2 separate regions of the Mus musculus genome follow, and region 2 is linked to region 1. A link is a contact called in public promoter capture Hi-C data. All regions are on one chromosome and are shown on one strand. The core of a region is the stretch at or near the end of the contact, and the rest is flanking DNA. Distances in the headings are between cores, read along the strand shown. Region 1 holds the start of Rnf216 (ring finger protein 216). Region 2 holds the start of 2900089D17Rik (a long non-coding RNA gene).

Region 1 (5,955 bases), core at 2,528-5,027:
CCATGTTCATTCACAAAACATCCCTCAGTCCCTCAAATACCACATGATCACTTCAACTCAACTCTCTAGGAAACTATACTTAACATTAACATCTGCTGCTGGAACTCAAGTTCCAAATGCACAGCACCGTGCCTTACTCAAAGCTTCCAAAGTCTGGAGACAAGGCACCAAGAAGCTGATCTAAAAGACACTGTAAAGGTACAGCAGGATAATTAGAGGCAAGGATTGTGTAGCCATAACTGTCCTCTGAGAGGCTCCACCCAGCAGCTGACTGAAACAGATGCAGAGTCCACAGTCAAACATTAGATAAGAGTTCAGGGAGTCTTGTGAGAGAGTTGGAGGAAGGATTGAGGAGGCTGAAGAGGACAGGGACTCTACAGGAAGACCAATAGTCAACTCGGGATCCATGGGGACTTCCAGAGACTGAGCCATTAACCAAAGAGCAGACAAGGGCTGGACCTAACCCCACCCTATATGTAGCAGGTGTGCTGCACAGCTTGATCTTCATGGAGGTCTCTCAACAACTGGAGTGGGGGCTTACCCTGACTCTGTGGCCTCGATGTGGATACTGCTCCCCTAACTGGGCTGTCTTGTCTGGCCTCAGTGACAGAGGATGTGTGTAGTCCTGCAATGACTTGAGGTGCCAGGGTGGGCTGGTTCCTTGGGAGGAAACTCCCCCTTCTCAGGAGTGAAAGGGAGAAGGGAATGAGGCAAGGGGCTATGTGAGGGGGAACTAAGAGGAGAGGAGGGCTCAGATCGGGATATAAAGGGAATAAATAAATAAATGAATGGGGAAAAAAATCTAGCCATTGGATAGCTCCCACCCATGCTCATGAGAATGGCCCTGGTTAAACTCAGTGATTACAAAAGAAAACAAACAAAAAAATTCATGACTGTGGGAATGGGAAGTGTGTATGTGTGTGTGTGTGTGGGGGGGATTAATGGGGTAAGAGTCATACATGAAATTGTCAAGGAATAAATGTAATTTAAAATTTTTATAAATTGTGTAACTGAATTCTAGAACCAGCTCTGAACCTTTGTATCAAGTTATTTTTCAGCACCTCTCTTCCCCCTCCCCGGCAACAAAAGCTATTAGATTACTGACAGGACTAAGAAGAGCTATACCTAGCACTTAGCACCAAGTTTTGTACAGCTAAGGCTGGTGAATTAGCTCAATAGGTTAAGGGCACTTGCTGCCAAACCTGACCGACAGCCTGAGGAGCACGTCTGGAACCCATATGGTAGAGGGAAACTGACTTCCAAAAGTTGTCCTCTGACCATTAAGTGTACTTAAGTGTCCATATACATACTAAATGTTTCTTTAATGATTTATTTTTACTCATGTGTATTGGTGTTTTGCTTGCATCTGTGTAGTGAAAGAGTATAGGATCCCCCGGAACTGGAGTTAGACAGTTGTGAGCTGCCATGAGAGTTCTGGGAATTGAACCTGAGTCCTCTGGAAGAACAGCCCCTACTCAGGAGGCAGAGGCAGGAGTATCTCTGTGAGTTCGAAGCCAGCCTGGTCTACAAAGGGAGTCCAGGACAGCTGAGGCTGTTACACAGAGAAACCCTGTCTCAAATAAATAAACAAACAAACAGACAGGCAGGCAGACAAGATATGTTTTGTACAGATAATGTGACTACAAGCCCGGCAGTGGTGGTGCACACCTTTAATCCCAGAGCTTGGGAAGCAAAGGCAGGCGGATTTCCAAGTTCAAGGCCAGCCTGGTCTACAGAGTGAGTTCCAGGACAGCCAGGGCCACACAGAGAAACCCTGTCTCGAAAATACAAAAAAACAAAAACAAAAACAAAAACAAAAAAAAAACAAAAATGATGACAAGATGAGAATTCCTGTCTGGAAGGATCTAGAATACAGTAGAGCCCCAAGCACAGTAAACACAGAGCACATTACCTCATGCTGTAGTTAGTAAACACTCAGCAGACTTCATAAACCTTCAATCTCCCTGAGCCACACTTTATTAAATTCCTCCTCAAGAGCTTTTTACTAGCTGCTCTTGTCCTTTTTAGATAAGTCTAAAGTTGCTAATGCAAAAGGCTCACAGGTGTCCAAAAGCCAGGCTCAAGAGCCTCAGCAATCTCCTCAGGCTCACCATCCTTCTCTACCCTCAGAAGGCAGAGCTTGGCTATTTCTTAATTAGGATAAGCTAAGGTCATAAAAATACTGTCCTTCCCTCCAAGCAAGGGCAGTGACAAGCCCCTTCTCTACATGTTAAAATAACAAGCAGACGGAGCTTTCATAAGGTCACCGTTCATGGTGGGGATGAAAACTTGACCCTGATGCACACAGGCTCCTATACATACTCTTTCACCCTTGCTCTGAAGGAAAACACAATAAATCCATTAGTCTCACCCAAACCAAACCAAACAAACAAAAATCCAGCAAGGAAGCTGGGCGGTGGTGGTGGTGGCGGCGGCGGCGGCGGCGCATGCCTTTAATCCCAGCACTTGGGAGGCAGAGGCAGGCGGATTTCTGAGTTCTGAGGTCTACAAAGTGAGTTTCAGGACAGGCAGAACTGCACAGAAAAACCCTGTCGCGAAAAACAAAAAACAAAACAACAACAACAAAAAAATCCAGCAAGGAGTTGAGAGTGGAGCTCAAAGGTAGAGCGGCTGTTGAGTAGGAGAAAAATGACACATGCCTTTAATCAGGAAGCAGAGGCAAGCAGACCTCTGAGCTACATGCCCGCAAGGGCTACAGTTAGACTCAACAATAACAATAACAATAACAATAACAATAACAATAACAACATAATGGCAAGATGTGGTGGGGTGGCCTACACCAGGGCAGAGGCATGCAAATTCCTGAGTCCCTTGGGCCCAGCCTCTACTTTTCAGGTTTCAGGCTAGCCTCGGCTATGCAGAAAAATTAAAAAAAAAAAAAAAATGAAGAAAAGAAAAGAAACGAATCCAAGACAAACCCCAGCGGAGATGGCGTCCAAGACACTTAGCACAATGGAGAAGAGGATACCAAGTCATTGCACCCTTTGGAGATGCAAGGAGTTCGGGATCACCGAGGAGCCCCACGAGGGGCCGCCTCGTCCCCTCGAGCGTGGGTCTTGCCGCTCACCCCAGGGTGCCACGCGCACGGGAGCGCTCTCCGCTACCACGCACCGGGACTCCCGACTGCAGGAGTTTCAAGTCCCCTTCACTCGGGAGCTCAGACTGGGATGACAGGCGTCAACTTGGACTCCAAGGGGCCCCAAACTGGCCCGGGCTGGAGTTCGAAGTCGCCAGTCGGTCGCCTCTTCCGCTTCTCCAGGCCGCGGTGGGGAGCGCGGCCACCAGAGCGAGCCGCCAGAGAACCGTCTCTCAGCAGCTCGGCGCCCCCCGCGCAGCAGGCCGGCCCGAGAAACTTCCTCAAGTGACGGGAGGGGAGCCGGCAGGCCAGCGGTCGTCGGCGTCGCTCCCCTCCCGTCACCCCCCGCGCGGGTCCCCGGGCCCCCGGGGCTCGCGAGCGCGTCCCCCTCGGGCCCCGCCCCCACCCCGGTGGCGCCCCGGCGGGAGGCCACTCTCCTCGCTCGACCCGCAGCCCCGGGAGACCGCGCGCGCGAGCGCCCATCACGGACTCGCCCCAACACAGCCAGCCCAGCTCCGCGAGCGCGGCTCGACGCCCGGGAGTTCAGTCTCAAGTTCACCTGAAGAAGCAGCCGCTGGAAAAGCTCCCCCGCTGCGACCGCCGCCGCTGCGACCGCCGCCGCCGCCACCGAGGCCGCTACTGCGTTCCTTCCGGCCTCGCCACCGCGTCCACCTCGCGCCTGCGCGCAGCGCCCCCTCCCGACTAATAACAGGAAGAACCATAGAGGGACGCGGACAGTCGGGGAGGAGGGACCTGGAGAGCGAGACCATAGAGATGGGTGCCTAGCCGGCCTCCATCCAGGCTCCACGACTGCAGAACCTTGACTCCTCCTTGCTGTGGGAAGACAAAAGAACAGCTGAACCACAGGGTCACTGTAGCCGCCCCGATTTAGCTATGAAATCAACCGATTAATCACGTATCTATCCCCTCTTGAGGTGATGCTCTGTACCAGGTGAGAAAGGTAAAATGACCCAACTCTCCTCCCAAGGTATTTGGTGAAGAGTAAAAGTTCCAGCTCTGTTCAATCAAGGTTGGAGTGCTGGCCAGCGCTCAAGAGCACCGACCCAAATTTGATTCATGGAACCCTCATTGCAGCTCACAGTGGTCTGTAATTTCAGTTCTAGAAGATCCCTGACGATCTCTTCCAGCCTCTGTGGGCACCAAGCATGCAAGTTGTACACCGATATACATGCAGGCAAAACATGCATATGCATAAAATCAAAATAAAAAATAGAAATTGAATTTTTTTCAGCCAGGCAGTGATGGTCCACACCTTTGATCCCAGCACTTGGGAGGCAGAGGAAGCCCTGAGTTCGAGGCCAGCCTGATCTACAGAGTGAGTTCAGTATAGCCAGGGCTACACAGAGAAATCCTGTCTCAAAAAAAATTTTTTTTTAAATAAATAAAAAAACCTCAAGTTGTGTGTGTGGTTGTATGTGTGTATATGTATGTGTATGATGTATCTGTGTGCTCTGTCTGGGCTTCTATAGGTTGTGTATGTATAAGTGTGTGTGCTTGTGTGTGTGTGTATATGTTGTGTATGCTTGTGTGTATGAGTGTGTGTATGTGTGCTTATATGCGTATGTGTATATGGTGTGTATATGTAATGTGTGCCTGTGCTTGTGTTTATGTTATATATATATATATATATATATATATATATATATATATATATATATATGAATATGAGTGTGTGGTGTGCTTGTGTGTGTGTATATTATGTGTGCTTGTATATATGTGTATCTGTGCTCATGTGTGTATGTGTGCTCTGTGTGTCTGTGCTTATGTATGTTATGTGTGCTTGTGTGGATGTGCGTGTGTAGATATGCTTGTGTGTGTATGTGTGTATATGGTGTGTTTGTGCTCTGTGTGTGTGCTTGTGTGTATGTGTATATGTTATGTGTGTGCTCTGTGTGTCTGTGCTTATGTGTGTGTATGTTGTATACAAATGAGTGTATGACGTGCTTGTGTATGTTATGTGTGCTTGTGTGTATGTGTGTGTGTATATGCTTGTGTGTGTGCTCTGTGTGTCTTTGCTTGTGTGTGTACACTTGTGTGTATGTGTATATGTTGTATGTGTGTGTGTTTCTGAGATTGAACCCAGGGCCTCATAGATGCTAGAGAAGCTGTCAATCACTGAATTACATTTCCAGCCCTCTTCTTATTTTTATTTAAAATTTGAGACAAGATCTCACTAGGTTATTTAGACTGGCCTTGAACTCACTACATAGTTTAGCCTGTCCTTGAACTTGTGATCTTGCTGGGAAGACCAAAGGCTCTCATGTAGTACGGATCAGGAGAGAAACTCCTTCCTAATTATAAAATAACAGAAGGCATTGCATTATCTAAGAAAGTATGTGTGCCAGCTTGGGTGTCTCTTCCTGCTTATAAAGCCACTAATGCCATCGTGAGAGCCCCACCATCATGATCTCAAAATGGACCCCAGAAGCGCCATTTCAAATACCAGTAAACATGCAGAAATGACTGAGGAGTAGGTTTCAAGACATGAACTTTTAGAGCACATAGTCAGACCATGCCAGAAGAGAAGGCTTGCCAACAGTGGTATGAGGAGGAGGGTGACAGAGACTATGGTCATGCTTCTAGGATTCAGTTGTGAGCTTTTTATTGCTATTGTTCTGACAGCGTCTAACTATGTAGCTCAGGCTGGCCTCCAACTTTCTCCCAAGTGCTGGGATTTCTAGGTTGTAGGTATATATCACCATTACTGGGAGAGAGATTCTGGGAAAACACAGTAAAACAAGGGTGAGTAAACCAAGTGTGGTGGCACATATATTATGTGACAAAACTTTTCCTGGAAAGACACAACACCTTGCTTCCCCCAGATAAGGACCGTACAA
Region 2 (5,955 bases), core at 2,519-5,018, 1.1 Mb after region 1:
TCAGAGGCTGGCTTTGCTCCCAACTTCATGGAGCAATTAGCAACAGTCAAGTCGAAGCTCCAAGCTCCCGTGCTGGGGATGTAGCTCAGGGCGGAAGGCTCAGACAGGACACACCGGGTAGGAGGGAGGAGGGTGAGGGAGGAGGGTGAGGGGAAGAGGAGGGAGCAACCTCTGTCCTACCACTTTTGTGCTCCCTTTCAGTAGGTGACCAGTCCAACCCTACAGGACACTGTTCCTGCTCTGTGCAGGACCCTAGCCTTTTACCCCTCATCCACAAATAATCTGTTGTTTGTCCACCTTAAGCAAGCAAACCATCCTGAGCTGTTCCTTCCATCTCCTCATGGCCAACTGGTTCATTTTCTTACTTTGTGTGTGTGTGTATGTGGCATATGTGTGTGTGTGTATGTACATGTTTGCTCTTGCACAGGCATATGTGTGTGTGTGTGTGTCAGTGTGGCGGACAGATGCTCTCCATTTTATTATTTAAGAGACGGTCTCTGGTTAAACCTGGGTCTCATTCATTTGGCCATGCTGGCTGGCCAGTGAGCTGCAGGGATCTTTCTCGGCCTCTCCAGCACTGGGATCAGAGGTGCACACCGCCTTAGCTGGCTTTTATGTGGTTGTTAGGATACAAACACAAATCCTCGCCTTACTGACTGACCCAGAAGCACCTCCCTCCTCCTCCACCCACCCACCTGTCCACCCACCTGTCCATCCATCCACCTGTCCATCCATCCATCTTTAGACTTTTATTTTTTTTAAATGTGAATACACTGTCTCTGTCTTCAGACACACCAGAACAGGGCATTGGATCCCATTACAGATGGTTGTGAGCCACCATGTGGTTGCTGGGAATTGAACTCAGGACCTCTGGACGAACAGTCAGTGCTCTTAACCGCTGAGCCATCTCTCCAGCCCCAGATGTTTTTTTTTTTTTTTTTTTTTTTTTCTTCAGTGAGACAGACTCACCACCTGAGGTGCTGGTGAGCCACCTGAGATGAATCCACTTCTTTGCGGTGATAAGGCTTGGTGGTGCAGCCCAGGCTTCCCTGGAGAGGGGCTTCTACTTCATGCTGCTCAAGCCTTTGGGTTCTGTCACTCCAGGGGAGTCACCCCTGCTTCCTTCAAAGCCAGTCCCCATTAGCCAGGTTTGTATGCTGTTGTTGAGATGCAGTGGATCTTGCTGTTAAGCCACGGATGATCTTGAATTTATTTTTAAAGACTTATGTATGTATATGACAGTACACTGTAGCTGTCTTTAGAAGACACCTGAAGAGGGCATCAGATCTCATTACGGATGGTTGTGAGCTACCATGTGGTTGCTGGGAATTGAATTCAGGACCTCTGGAAGAGCAGCTAGTGCTCTTAACTGCTGAGCCATCTCTCCAGCCCGACCTTTCACTTTGGAGGCTTCTGTCTCCACCTCTAGAGTGCTGGGATTACAGGCTTGAGCCACCATGCCCAGTTAATGCAATGCTGGGATGGGTCCTGGGGCTTCAGGCACGCTGGGTGACTGCTCTATGAACTGAGCTACACATACAACCTCACTGGGTATCTTTTGAGGTAGAGTCTCAAAATGTTACCCAGACTGGCTCTGAACTCCTAATTCTCCTTCAGAGTGCCACCAGATGGACGGATGGACACACACACACACACACACACACACACACACAAGACCCTGGAAATACATAGGCAACAATTGGGAAGGATTCTCACTGTTCCAACATTTCTTTTTCCTTGCTTGGTTTTTGGAGACATGGTCTCATGTAGCTGAGGCTGGCCTTGAACTTGCTGTGTAGTAGTGGACCTGATTCTCTTGAATCATTTCCCAAGCACTGGGGTGAGAGTCACGTGCCGGAACCCACGGCTTCACGTGTGTTAGGTAAACTCATGCCAGGCGATACTTGGGCTAGCGGCATGGCAGTAGCTATGCAGAGACTGCATGGGCCTGTGTCAGACCATGGTCCTCTCCTAGGGAGCCACATCGCCATGCTGTACACTCAGCAAGTTTGCGGTCAGGCTGCTAAAAAAAAGTTGGAGAACCTGAAGGAAGCGCCGCAGGTGCTTAGAGTTTAGGGTTCTCCCAAGCAGGGCAGTTATTTCTAATTAGTGGCCACAGCCCCTGAAAGCGAAAATTAATCAAAAGAGGAGGAGGAGGAAGGCTCAGCAGTTGAGTAGGCTTCAGTGGGTGAGCGTACTCAGTTGTTTTCCTTCCTACACCCAAGGATGTGTGGGCAGTGATTGGGAGGGGCTCGCCTGGTCCCTCCCTGTGGGTGGTGACCCGGGTGCTGGGTTGGGCAAGGGGAGGATTTGGGCGTGGAGGGGCAACGAAGTCCATAGTTTAGGAGGTAAAGGTGAGAGGGTTAAGAGTTCCAGGCCAGCTTGGGCTACATGAGCCTAGGTCCAAAACAAACAAACAAACACAGAAAAACGGTGGAGGCGCCTGCTGCAGAATCTGTCAACCAATCTATCTCAGGACCCATATGGTGGAAAGCAGGAACCCACTCTCGAAAGTTATTTATTCTCTGGCTTCCAAATGCGTGCCCACTCATATAAACACACCCTCCCCCCAAATAATTGTAACAAACATTATTATTATTATTTTTAGAAAAAAAGCAAAAGCTAAAGGAGGCCAGGATCTTGTTGGGTCTCCGGCCGTGGCCGGGAGTCAGAACTTCTCTGGAAGTCCAAGATCCATTGTGGGGCGGGACTGAACGAGGACAACACCCCGCCAGCGGCAGCCGCTGAGGCGTCTTTAAGACGCCCTCGCCCAAACCCCGCCCACAGCCCCGCCCCGCCCCGCCCACGTGACCCCGATCTTGTGACCGGCGGGAGGGCGGGGAACCCTTGGCGCGCCCGCCCCGCCCGGCGCGCGCCTCACTGGGCCGAGCTGCCCGGGACACCGCCGTCGCCGCTACCGCCGCCATCCCCGCCGGGCCGAAGGAAGCGAGCCGGGCCGGAGCTGGCGGGCGCGCGGCCCCGGGGGCCGCGATGGACCACAAGCCCCTGTTGCAGGAGCGCCCGCCCGCCTACAACCTGGAGGCCGGCCAGGGCGACTACGCGTGCGGCCCGCACGGCTACGGGGCCATCCCCACCGCGCCCCCGCCGCCGCCCTACCCCTACCTCGTCACAGGTGGGCCCGCAGCTCTTCGGGGTCCCCGAACGGCCTCCGGGCCAAGCACCGCGCTGTCCCCGGCGCGGGCCTGCCGGGGGGGCAGCTGCTACCCGGAGCGCCCTGCCCGGCCAGGCCCTGCCCCGGTGGCCGTGAACTTAGTGTCGGAGGGTTCACACTTGGCTTCTAGAGCCCACCCGCAGGCGCGCTCAGCCCCGTTGGAGGCGGGGAGGACGGGGGCTAAGGGGGAGGGAGGGAGGAGAGGAGGAGGGCCGAGTCGCCCGGGGCTGATCAGCACTCCGCTCCCACAGGGATCCCCACCAGCCACCCCCGGGTCTATAACATCCACAGTCGAACGGTCACCCGGTATCCTGCCAACTCCATCGTCGTGGTCGGAGGCTGCCCGGTCTGCAGGTAAGTCTCTAGCCTGGGGGTGGGGGGTGGCGGCGGAGAACGCACGTGCCGGAATCTTGCAAAAGGCCAGCGGGGGTGGGATGGGGTGGGGTCACAGCCCGGCTCCTGTCTCAGAGGGAAGTCCCGCAGGGGAGGGACTGCAGTGGGAGAAGGTGGGGTCACTCACCCCTGGCTCTGAATTTACTTTATGCGGCAGAAGGATGGGTTCCCTTTTCTGTGGGGAGTTGAGTGCATTTGGGAGGCATGGCACCCGGAGTGCGTGGGACGCAGGAATGTTAACAATGGAGACTGATGGTCTTTCCTCCCTAGTACTGGAGATCCGCAGCGAATCAGGGTTTGTTTTGTTAGGTTTTTTTCCTCCAGTTTCCGCAAGTGTGTCCAGTACTAAGGAGATATTGGGACTTGAGTCCGCAGGCCAGTATGCCAAAGGACTTAGGAGATCCAAGTGGCCAGCAGAGAGCAAAGGCTGTGAGGGTGCAGAATGACGACCAGGGCTTAACAACTCCTGGCCACTAGCTGGCCCAGGAGGAAACCCCGTGCTTCTTTGTTCCGGGCTGGAGTGGTTTTGTTGTTGTGGCTGTTTTACCCTCAAACTGGAGCTGACAGAAACTTTGTGGGGACTTTATGGAAGGTGAGAGATGCAGCCAGGCTCATTCTAGGCAGGCTTTGAGGATTCGGCTTCCAAGTTGGACTTGGCCACTCACCCGGGGATGGGCCAGGTACAGCTCGTGCAGGGCAGGGTTTCAGCCTTTGTCTGGCAGGGGGAAGTTCCAAGTCTCTGAGATGGAATTAAGAAACCCTTGTTTGGACTTAGCTTTCGTTTCAAAAGTGTGTGTCAGAGGCGCAGAGTGGAGCCATAAGGAAGTTAATGATTTTGGAAACTTGCGAGTGGCCTCACAAGAGATGACTGAGGGTGGAAGACACTGGACCCTCGGTTGATCATGTGCTTGGGGGAAGAAGGCTGAAGGCCAGTTAGTTAGAGTCCTCCTTCAGGGACCCAAGTGACTTGGCTTTTGGAGCTGGTGCAGGGGAGAGGAGTGGGACTCAGCTGCTTCCTCTAGCTGTAGATGGGGTGGCTCTCTGATAGCTTGGTCTTGCTGGCCGCCTCTCTCTCTGCAAGCTTTCCACCTGAGGGCTTGAGGCACACCAAAGAGGGAGCATAGACTGGGAGGTGGTCCTAGCTTGTTGAGCCAAGGGGATTAGTATAGGGTCTCCTGTGCAGAGAGAGAGCCACTGGGAACAGAAGGGGGTTAGTTGTATGGAGGTGGGAGACTTCCTGTGTGGCCTTGAGGCTAGTCCCTGCATGGGAATTCTCAGAGCCCTGAGGATGGGACAAATATTAGCTGAACTCTCAGATTTAAGGAGAGGTCTCATAGGGGTAGGTGGCAAGCAGGCAGGAAGGTGGGGAGAGGCATAGCAGTGCAGGGGGCTCACTAGGATTTCATGTCTGCTTGTTCCAGCAACCAGATCCTGGCCCTACCACAGTCAGCTGGGTTTGTTTCTGTTTTTTTTCCTCTCCCCCAGTGGACAGGAGTGTTCCCATGAGGCTCTTCTTGGACCAGACCCCTGAACTTGGGGGTTGGGGTGTGGGGGGACGGACAGCAGGGCAGTATGGCTGCTATAGTCTGGGGCCAAGGCAGTCAAAATCCTAGACTGTGGAGTGTCCCACTGCAGTCTGGACTGCTGCTGGTGGAGAACACTTTCTCTGAGACTTTCCCTGGGAAGTGAGTTGTTTTGTAGGCTTGTGGCTTCTGCTCATGGGCTCTTCAGTCCTGTAGAATCTGGGACAAGGTCAGGCTGTGCCACTGCCCTCACAGGAAGGTCTTGGGCTCTTGTGTTGCAGCCTGTGGATGGAGGCGTCCAGTATTAAGGAACCTGGGTCCTCCGAGGACAGGTTTGAGGGTACCTGATCCTTGAAGTAGTGACCACTCTTCACCCCCCCCACCCCCCCAGGCTGTTATGCACACCTGGATCCCTGCAGGTGTGTTCACAGTGCCCTCTGCTGCTAGCCCCTGGCTTTTCAAGGCTGATCAGTACAAAAGCAGGCATGCAGGATGTTGGGGGGTGGGGGGGCTCCCTCTCCAGGAGAGCAGCACAGGAGGGGGGCCAGCTTTGCCTTTGGTTTAGGGAAAGAGTGTGTCTGTTTTTGGGGTTGGGGCAAAGGTGTTCCCCTGTAAACATCTGAGCCCTCCCCTGCCTGGTATGTTAGGTCTGAAAGAGAGGACACTTCTCATGTGACTAAGCTTTCTCCCTTCCAGATGTGGCCTGCCGGGCCCTGTCCTGTCTTTCCCTAGTGGCTTGGCAGGAATTTGTCCAAGTCACACGTCTGTGATTCCCTCTGAGTGAGACTTGGCATAAGAGGCCGGTGTCGCTTGTCACGTTGCCATTCTGTCTGAGTCGGAGTTAAGCAGCCTGACTCCGGTTCCTTT

The links. Promoter capture Hi-C pulls out the DNA fragments that hold promoters and counts their contacts.
Region 2: a contact with region 1 is called in a promoter capture Hi-C map of liver, with 2.5 times the contacts expected there. The contact joins the promoter of 2900089D17Rik here to the promoter of Rnf216 in region 1.

The regions. Positions count from the first base shown.
Region 1 is chr5:143,109,243-143,115,197 of GRCm38.p6, forward strand. It overlaps Rnf216 (ring finger protein 216), which reads right to left and starts at 3,778. Exons shown (of 17, transcript NM_080561.4): 1 at 3,657-3,778.
Region 2 is chr5:144,252,387-144,258,341 of GRCm38.p6, forward strand. 2900089D17Rik (a long non-coding RNA gene) reads right to left here and starts at 3,769. Exons shown (of 3, transcript XR_868683.3): 1 at 3,693-3,769. Bri3 (brain protein I3) reads left to right here and starts at 2,839. Exons shown (of 3, transcript NM_018772.4): 1 at 2,839-3,133; 2 at 3,424-3,526. The coding sequence starts at 2,992.